2 separate regions of the Sus scrofa genome follow, and region 2 is linked to region 1. Evidence: chromatin contacts called from public Hi-C data. All regions are on one chromosome and are shown on one strand. The core of a region is the stretch at or near the end of the contact, and the rest is flanking DNA. Distances in the headings are between cores, read along the strand shown. Region 1 has its middle 67 kb from the start of HNRNPLL. Region 2 has its middle 34 kb from the start of ATL2.

Evidence for each region. Hi-C and Micro-C count contacts between places; a contact is called where the count stands out from the background.
Region 2: a Hi-C map of skeletal muscle shows a contact between it and region 1, with 2.1 times the contacts expected there. A contact is called at or near these places in 3 of 47 Hi-C or Micro-C datasets (embryonic fibroblasts, liver and skeletal muscle) and 1 of 2 datasets of targeted methods (skeletal muscle).

The regions. Positions count from the first base shown.
Region 1 is chr3:101,818,402-101,822,809 of Sscrofa11.1, forward strand. It overlaps the pseudogene LOC110260126. Among named protein-coding and RNA genes, the nearest start is that of HNRNPLL, 67 kb to the left of the region's middle.
Region 2 is chr3:101,921,020-101,925,661 of Sscrofa11.1, forward strand. No RefSeq gene overlaps it. Among named protein-coding and RNA genes, the nearest start is that of ATL2, 34 kb to the right of the region's middle.

The sequences.
Region 1 (4,408 bases), core at 1,455-3,954:
TCTTGATCCCTAATGGAGTCTCATCCCCAAAGTGCAGATGCCATAGGGATTAGAGACTAATCATTATGAGACTCTCAGGATCCTAACCCAGACACTGGAGAATAACGATCAGAAAAAGGGGCCATTATTATCACAAGTGTAATGGTGCTAGGTCACTCGGTTCGTTGAAAGAGATTGGAGGAACTGGGAATTAAGTCCCTAGGCCTAGATAATGTCCCTGCTTGATTTAACATGGTCACATTTTTTCCTGTTTTGAGAATGAGAGGAAGACAGATGCCAGCTTTATAAATGTAAGAGAACAGCACTGAGGTTGTATAGCACTGTTGATTCAGTGAGGGAATCCACTTAGCCTATTTATACTATAAATTGGAGTAAAGTGTGTGTGTGTGTGTGTGTGTGTGCATCTGGACTCCCTTGCATTTTAGTTTCAGTGTCCTTTGCAAAGTAGGTATAATACCAACTTCATAGGGCTGTAAGGATTAAATCTTTTTGGTGCAAGATCTGAGACGGCATATGCTGGCTACTGTTATTATACAGAAATTAAGATAACCGTCTCCAAAGATGCTCAAAAATACAAGTGTAGCCTGATCCTGTCTCCCATCACGTCAGCATTGTCAGTCAGGCAGTATGTCTTGCTAACAGCCAGCAGTGGTGCTGAATTTCAGAAGCTCACAGCTGAATGAGAACCTTATTATTTGCCCGGTTTCTGTCTTCTGTCTCAAAGGGCTCTTAATGTAAGGAATATTAGGCAGGTGTGTGTGTGTGTGTGTGTGTGTGTGTGTGTGTGTGTGTGTGTGTGTCTTAAATGAATAATTTAAAATGTTAACACAGTTCCAAAATGCCTTGAGGGGAAAAATTTGGTTAAACTTTCAGTGTGAAAGTGTCATTGGCACTGTATAAAGCACACATGCCATCCAGAAGTATTGGGCATATATCCTAAAATCTCCAAGTGTCTGGAGAAGTGTTTTCCTTCTTAAAATGGATTATATCCTGCTCTGAGTACAGGAATCTGACTAATTAAGAGAAATCTTCTTCCCTGACTGCATTAATTCAGCCTTGGGTAGGTCACGATGGATAACAGAGCAGCCTTTGGATTCTCACTGGGAGGGAGCCAGGGGCTGAACACAATGTTCTTTCCATAGAGAGAGAACATATCTCTTGAGAGGTGGAAATACTTTTCCAGCACAGAAACTGCTGCTCCAAAATTTTCGTTACTGGTTTAATATTCAGTTCCAATTTCTGTGTCAAAAGCTGGTGTGGAAAAAATTCTTGTGTTATGGGAAATCTCTGGACTGATGAATACAACAAATTGTGCACTGAGACAATATTAAATAAACGTTAAGCCCTAAAATTACTGTGTAATATTCAAGTATTTACAAATGAAATGATAGGACATTTGGGATTTGCAGCTGACTAGGGGGAAAGGATGTGGGGTATAGATGAAACAGAACAGACCATGTGTTGATATTATTGAAACTAGGTGATAGGTCCATGGGGGTTTATTATACTATTTTCTCTATTGAAAATTTCCATAAAAAAATTAACAAACCCTCCCCCAAGGTATGACTTTCTCTTGTTTGAATGAAAGATGTTTTTAAAAATAAATAATTTGTCAGAGTTCCCATTGTGGCTCAGTGGTTAATGAATCCGACTATGAACCAAGATGTTGCAGGTTTGATCCCTGGCCTTTCTCAGTGGGTTAAGGATCCGGCATTGCCATGAGCTGTGGTGTAGGTCGCAGATGCAGCTCGGATCCCACGTTGCTGTGGCTGTGGTGTAGGCTTGGCAGCTACAGCTCTGATTAGACCCCTAGCCTGGGAACCTCCATATGCTGCAGGTGCGGCCCTAGAAAAGGCAAAAAGACAAAAATAAATAGTTTGTAGAAGTTGCATACTAAAATATAATACATAGCTAACATTATTAGTGCTTACTCTGTGCTTGACATATAACTATGTCACATATTTATGTATTTATACATATAATTATGTATTTTATATAATGTATAGATGTAAATATGTATTTTATATGTATATATGATTTAATCTGTACATATATTACATACATTTAATTCAATTTAATTCCTGTCAACAACCCTATGATGTAAGCTCTATGTAAATTATTGGCATTTGCCGATGAGGCAACAAGGTGAGATGGAGGTTAAATAATGTGCCCAAGGTCGTTAAGCAAATTAGAACCCACGCTCCTTAAACAACACAGCTGCTGTTACCTGTATTCAAGCTGATCTGTACTTTGTGGCCAACAACTTCCCTTATCAGTTTATCGTTTATTTTTAAATTGATTTGGTGGGTGGTGGGTGGGGTGAAAAAATACTGTTACAAGACTGTTCAACAACTCTGTTGAAGCCGCCTATCCCCTGTGGCCCCAGGCGCTGGGCGCTTGGGACAGCTCTGGGTATGCGGTCGCGCGGGTTGGCTCAGGAGGCCAGTTACCCCGGATCCTCCACTCAGACCCCCACCCGGAGCGGCGCGCCAGCCGCCGCGTCGCGCCACCTGGTGGCCATAAGTCCCCGCAAAGCTGCCTCCGCCGAGTGGGGTGCAGGGCCCTTCGAGGGCGGTTGGATCCCACGAGTCTGAGGGTCCGCACAGCCTTCCTGCGAGGACCAAGAAGGGTGTCCAAGTCCTGCAGTTACAAACCGAAGGCAGATGGGCCATCCTTTAACTCTTGTCCGAGCGGAGTAGGCCTCCAGGGGGCGATCTGGGCCCGGGCCAGGGACACTGAGTGAACGCTCCCTCCAGGGATCCTCCTTCCCAGCCGAAGCCAGGGTTCCCCTCAGAATCTCTTCCACCTTCAAGAAGTGGAAATTCAATTAAGAGGGGGTGATTTTGCCTAAGAACTCTTAAAATGAGCTCTTAAAATTTACAAGTACTTAAAATTAATGTGTATATATATGAATATGTACATGCATATTTCTTTGTACTCTCACTTCTTTCCAGGAGGGGTATTAAAGCTGGACTTATATAATTTTTCCCCCCTCACAACAGCCAGCTAGGCTTGTGAAAAGCATGTGTGATGACCTCCAGAGCTGTAACCTATGAAGTAAGCAATGCTGACCAGAGCGTGTGGAAGGGCATCTGGCCGCAGTCTTTCAGACCTCCTGCACAAGTTCTGGGACGCCTCACTTGGCCGACCAGCCCTCCCCCTTGGTGCTGGAGGAAAGTGGCACAACTGGAGAGGCAGAAAAGTATTTTGAGGCCCTGGCAGAGGGCAGGGGTTCAGTCCCCATCAGAGCAGGTGTGTAAGTACCCATTCTCCCTGTCCCATTAGCCTGCCAAGAAGATCAGTGAGACCTGCAGAACTTTCTACCCACACAAAAGAGAATTGCTGGCTGCCTGGACCTGAAGGCAACTCTCTGTGGCACATGGTCCCTTTCCTATGGTCTGTACTGCCATGAAGCTAAGCATGTCCTGAAGGAAGCTCTTTCCTGGGCTCTCTGAAGCTTGCAGGCCATAAGCCATATGCTGCTTGGCACCTCCTGTTATACAAAGCAGGTGCTGCAGAGGGAGAGCAGCCCCTCCAAGGTGGCCCCTCATCCAGACCTGCCTAGAGGTACTGCAGGGAAGGCCCAAGTCTTTGGGGGCCTTTCCTAGCTCAAGACTAGGCAGGTCATCTAGTTTACTTCGTGAACATTGTGTTGTTGTGCTTAAGGGCATCCCTCTTCATGAAAAGGCAGGGTCCTATCTGAAGGGTGAGGTCATTCATTACATCATGCCATTAAGGAAGAGGAATATTTCTCAAATCTGATTCTGAGATCTGAGCAGGGACTACTTGGGTGGGCTGCAGAGCTGGTGATCTCACTTTGCATAGAGATTGAGGGGGCCAAATTCCAGTGAGGCAACCTCTGGGGGCAGGGCTGGAGGATGGTGTAGAAATGAGGGACCCAAGAGGGATTAGTGAAGACTTGTTTCAGCCCCTTTGGGCAAGTGTTTAGGTCTCTCCGATACTGAGTGAATTGGATTAGAGCCTCTGAATTCGGGACAAATTAGCTATGGTGTAGCTGACCCCCATGCTGGCAGTGCCACTTGGTCTTAGCATAGCCAAGAGAAAACTAACAGACAAGGGGAGGCATGGTGTCCATTGTTAGACCAGAGCTGTGACAAACAGCTGTAGCCCCTGGGTACCAGGGCAGTGTTGACTTGGTAATTGAAGTGAGAGCACCCAGAGGTTAGCGATAGAGTCAGGGCTCCTCAGTCATCTCTTCCTCTTTGACTTCATCTGATGCTAGACCTTGCCAAATCAAGGTTTAATTTTACTTAGGGAAATATTTTTTCCTTGTAATCCATGGTTTCAATATGAATCAATCAAGAAACTGGTTAAAAAGGGAAATGCCAGGTTTGCTTTCATTAATAGAAGCCCAGCACCAGGGCCAAGGGCTGTAATCATGTCACTG
Region 2 (4,642 bases), core at 857-3,356, 100 kb after region 1:
CTCCTTCAGATAACTAAGGGCTTGTTTCCACACACAGCAAAAATATGCTCCTGCACATTGTTTGGGAAAGTCTTGCTTGTTTTCTTAGAGAGGTCTGGAGGCCCTATGGCTTCCTTCTATTCATTTCATACATTTTGGTACAAAGATTTCATAATTCTGTCCCCACCCTCGCTATTCCCAAGAGCTTTAAGAGAAAAAGAAAAATATATATATATTTAAAGGCCAGGGGTTACAGTCTTTCCTTGGCATGTTCCCCCACAAAGCACTGTGTACACTTAAGGCTCTGTCTAAATAAATAAATGACACAAATATAGATCTTGAGGGGGAGGGCTCTTGCCTGCTGTTTCCCTTGGGGCCCAATGTAACTGTTTTGTTCACATGTTTATGGATTGAGGCTGGTTTGTGTTTTGAATGAGGCCCAAGTAGAGATGTAATTACATATTTGAATAAGAACCAAGTAGAGACAAGTAGATACTGATCTTCACACATAACTTGTTTTTGGAATTTGAGGAAGAAAATGATGAAAGGCGAAGGGAAAGCAAGAGAACAAAGAAAAGGAGGAGATGAGGTTGCAAGGGCTGTGAAAAAACTAGAACTCCATTTACAGGGCAATCAGTTTCCTGGGGATCCTGTCAATATGTAGATTCTGATTTAGTAGGTCTGGGATGGGGCCTGAGAGTCGTGTTCTGACACGCTCCCAGTGAGGCTGACGCTGCAGCCCTACGGGCCTCATTTCATTTTTTCTTTTTGGCCAGGCCCTTTTCATGCATAATTTCCCTGGCCAGGGATTGAACCCGAGTCACAGCAGCGACTAGAGCTGCAGCCGTGGCAATGTTGGATCCTTAATTCACTAGGCCACCAGGGAACTCCCCATGGACCTCACTTGAGAAGCAAGGCCTTAACTTGGGTGGTGCCTTTGTAGAACTCATGCAGAGGCATGCTCTCTCACCGAGCCTATTCTTACATGCTGCCTCTCTCCCACACCAGTTAATTACCTCCTTGATCACTAGTGATGCTTTTTTTAAAATCTTCATGTCAAAAATGAGTAAGCTTTTGTAGAGCTTCTCTCAACATTTCATGGGCGTCACCTTCACTCCCAAAGTCCCTCCAGGAGCTTTTCCTTGGCCCCCAGCATGATTTTTATTTTTTGCTCTCGTTTCCTGGCTTGAGTCAGTCATACAATTCTTCTGTCTTCCTGTCTCTACCACACCTGGTTTTATTTCTCTGGAGATTTTAATGCACAGTCCTTGCACCAATGGGAAAAGGCTTCCACCTTTTCTTCCTTTCCTTCCTTCTTTCTTTCTTTCTTCTTTCTCTCTTTCTTTCTTTCTTTCTTTCTTTCTTTCTTTCTTTCTTTCTTTCTTTCTTTCTTCCTTCCTTCCTTCCTTCCTTCCTTCCTTCCTTCCTTTCTCTCTCTCTCTCTCTCTCTTTCTTTCTTTTTGCTTTTCAGGGCTGCACCCGAAGCATCTGGAGATTCCCAGGCTAGGGGTCTAATCGAAGCTACAGCTGCCAGCCTACGCCAGAGCCACAGCAACACCAGGTCCGAGCCGTGTCTGCAGCCTACACCACAGCTCACAGCAATGCCGGATCCTTAACCCACTGAGTAAGGGCAGGGATCAAACTCACAACCTTATGGTTCCTAGTTGGATTTGTTTCCGCTGCACCACGATGGGAACTCCTCCACCTTTTCTTTCTGGTCCTGTCTCAGAACTAAATTACAAATGGGATCTCCTAACTTAACCTAGATGAGACTCAATTTACGGCTTTAGTGGACAGCTTTTGTTTGGCTCCCAGATCACTGCTTCGTGAAATGATATTCACCACAGTGTGTGGTTTCCAGAAAGTCTGAAGGACAAATGTTTTCCCTCGAATGCAGTTTCTGTGTCACTGTGGTAAACAGGAATCTTCAGACTTGCAGTTGATGAAAGCCTTTAAAATTCTCTTTGGATGAGAGCAAGGCTGCCTAACCTCCCTATAACTAAGAATCTTTCAAGGCTTGTTGCCCAAATGTTTGACTTTCCTGCCTAAAAACAATGATTTGAGTGTGAATCACTGACCACACATCGTAATGCCTAACACTATCCCTTGAAATCCGCCTGGGACCAGTAAACAGTGATTAAGCTGACAGAGCCGGAACAAAGCTTTCCAGCCCTGAGTATGTATTTAACTCGTGTAACCTTAAAACTGTTTTGGCGAAAACTTCCTTGGATCATTCCATGGTATGTTGATTTGAAAACGATATGGTATTATTCAGAAGTTGGCTTCTGCACCATTCTACCAAACAGAACTTTCTGTTAACTGGTATTTTCACAGATTTATGGCGTAACGATAAATGATGTTTATTTATTTTTTATTTATTTTTTTGACATTTTAACAATTTAATTCACTTTGGATACAAATCATTCTAAAACATAGCTTATCATCTGTTATAACATCATGATGAAAATGAAAAAGAATAAATTTCTGGATCTCCTGCCATGTAAAAACTGATTCTATTTTTTGATTTTCTCAAACTTTGTGCCATTTGCAAGCAGAGTTGTAAAATAGGAGTTATTTAAAAATATAGTTGAGGAGTTCCCTTTGTGGCGCAGTGGAAGTGAATCAGGTATCCATGAGGACACAGGTTCAGTCCCTGGCCTCCATCCCTCCCTAAGTGGGCCGGGGATCCAGCATTGCCCTGTGCTGTGGTGTAGGTTGGAGACACGGCCTGGATCCCGGGTTGCTGTGTCTGTGGCGTAGGCCAGCAGCTGTGGCTACAATTTGACTCCTAGCCTGGGACCTTTCACATGCCGCAGGTGTGGCCCTAAGGATAAAGGATGTTTATAAATGAGCCGGAAGCACTTGCTGAAATACCTTCTGAATCCTCCCAGGAAGATGCAATTTTTCTTAATATATTTTGGTGTTCGATATGTTTGAGGTTCATTCTTGGGAAGTTGATCGATGTACCTAATAGGGTCCTAATAACAGTACCTTACACTGGCAGATCCATTTCCAGTTTATTTAGTATTTTAAACAAGAACATGTTATCATCCACATTGTAAAGCTGAAGGAATTGAGACGAAGTGAAGGAGGTAGTCGGTGGAAAAGCCATGACTCCAGACCCAGTTCCTCTGTTTTCTTTTATGGTGGTTCCAGCTCTGTGAGCTTAATCACTGCATGCTCATGCCAGAGAGACTGCATGATTTTAAATCCCACATCATATTTACCTACTTTATTTATCAGACTTGACCCAAATAGTCAACTACATTACTTTATATTCAAGATCAAAGAAGTAGAGACTTCTCTTGAAAGAAAACAAAGTGTGACTCTATATTCCAGATACTTAGATTTTCTAGGTTTTGCACTGTGCCCATCTTTGGTGTTGCAAGAATGGTGAATTTCAGAGATGAGTAGAGTGAGTTATGACTCCAGGAGGAAGAGAAATAATGTGAACCCAGTTGATGCCTGAATGGCTTCCTCCTTGGCCATGTCCAGGGCACAAAGTCTTTGTTGGAAGGTGCTCCAGGAGTTCTGCTGTGGTGCATTGGGTTAAGGATCCAACTGCAGCAGCTCTGGTTGCTGCAGAGGCTCAGGTTTGATTCCCAGCCTGGTGCAGTGGGTTAAATGATCCAGTGTCGCCACAGCTACGGCTCGAATTCAATCCTTGGCCCAGAACTTCATATGCCACAGGGGTGTGGCCATAAAAGAAAAAAAAAGGTACTCCACCTCCTCTTCCAAGTGGACAGTTTCCTGTCTCTGCGCTTGCCTCTATCTTCCTGATTGTCCAACCCAAGACCCTGAAGCCACTTTTCATCCACTGCCACTTGGTTTACAACCAGCCTCCTTTGGCTCTAGGGGTCTCAGAATGGGACCTTGGATTATGCAGGAACAATACTGCGAGGGCCACTTCACCCTCGCTCAGCCTCCCACAGTCCACTCCTGCCTGGCCCAGTAGAGAATCAGTTGTCTCATTCCATATTTGCAAACTGTTAGGGGAATAACAAAAGCCATCTCATTCTGTTTTGGTCTAAGAATTTATTGTCTTCTTCGTGCTTATTTGAAGGTCACCTAGCATATCAACAAAGTTTATATAATATGATACATGTAGTGTAGTGCATACAAGGTACATTTATTTCACAGGCTTTTGGGGTTCTGCAAACTTTATCAGTTCAATCAGCTAAGTTGTTGGGAAAAAAAAGAGGTGCAACATACTAATTTATAATTTAAAGAATATGCAAGTGTAATTCTTATCTACCTGTGCTCCCTTCTCTAATATTTTAATGATCTTTGATTCTTCCTTTGAAGGATGAAAAATTTTAAAGCACATGCTTCATATTTCTTTTGAGCTTTTTATCTTGTGCCTTTCTTGTCTTTGCTGATATTTTTAGAGAAAGATATTAAAAACTGTCATTATCCATACTGTGGGCTCCCAAAGAGGAGGAGGGAAAGATTTGCAGCTGATGTTGAGTGTGAAGGGGACCTAGCTGGTGAGGTGGCAGTGGGTATGTGGAGTAGCTGCAGACGCATCCCCACCAAGAGAAGAGTCTGTGGTCCAAACCCCTAAGCTTGGAGAGTGAGGCTGAGACTGACCCAGGCTGGGCTAGTTGGCCAGGGAGTTCCATCTGGGCTGAGCAGATAGGGCACAGGGTGAGATTTCTAAGGA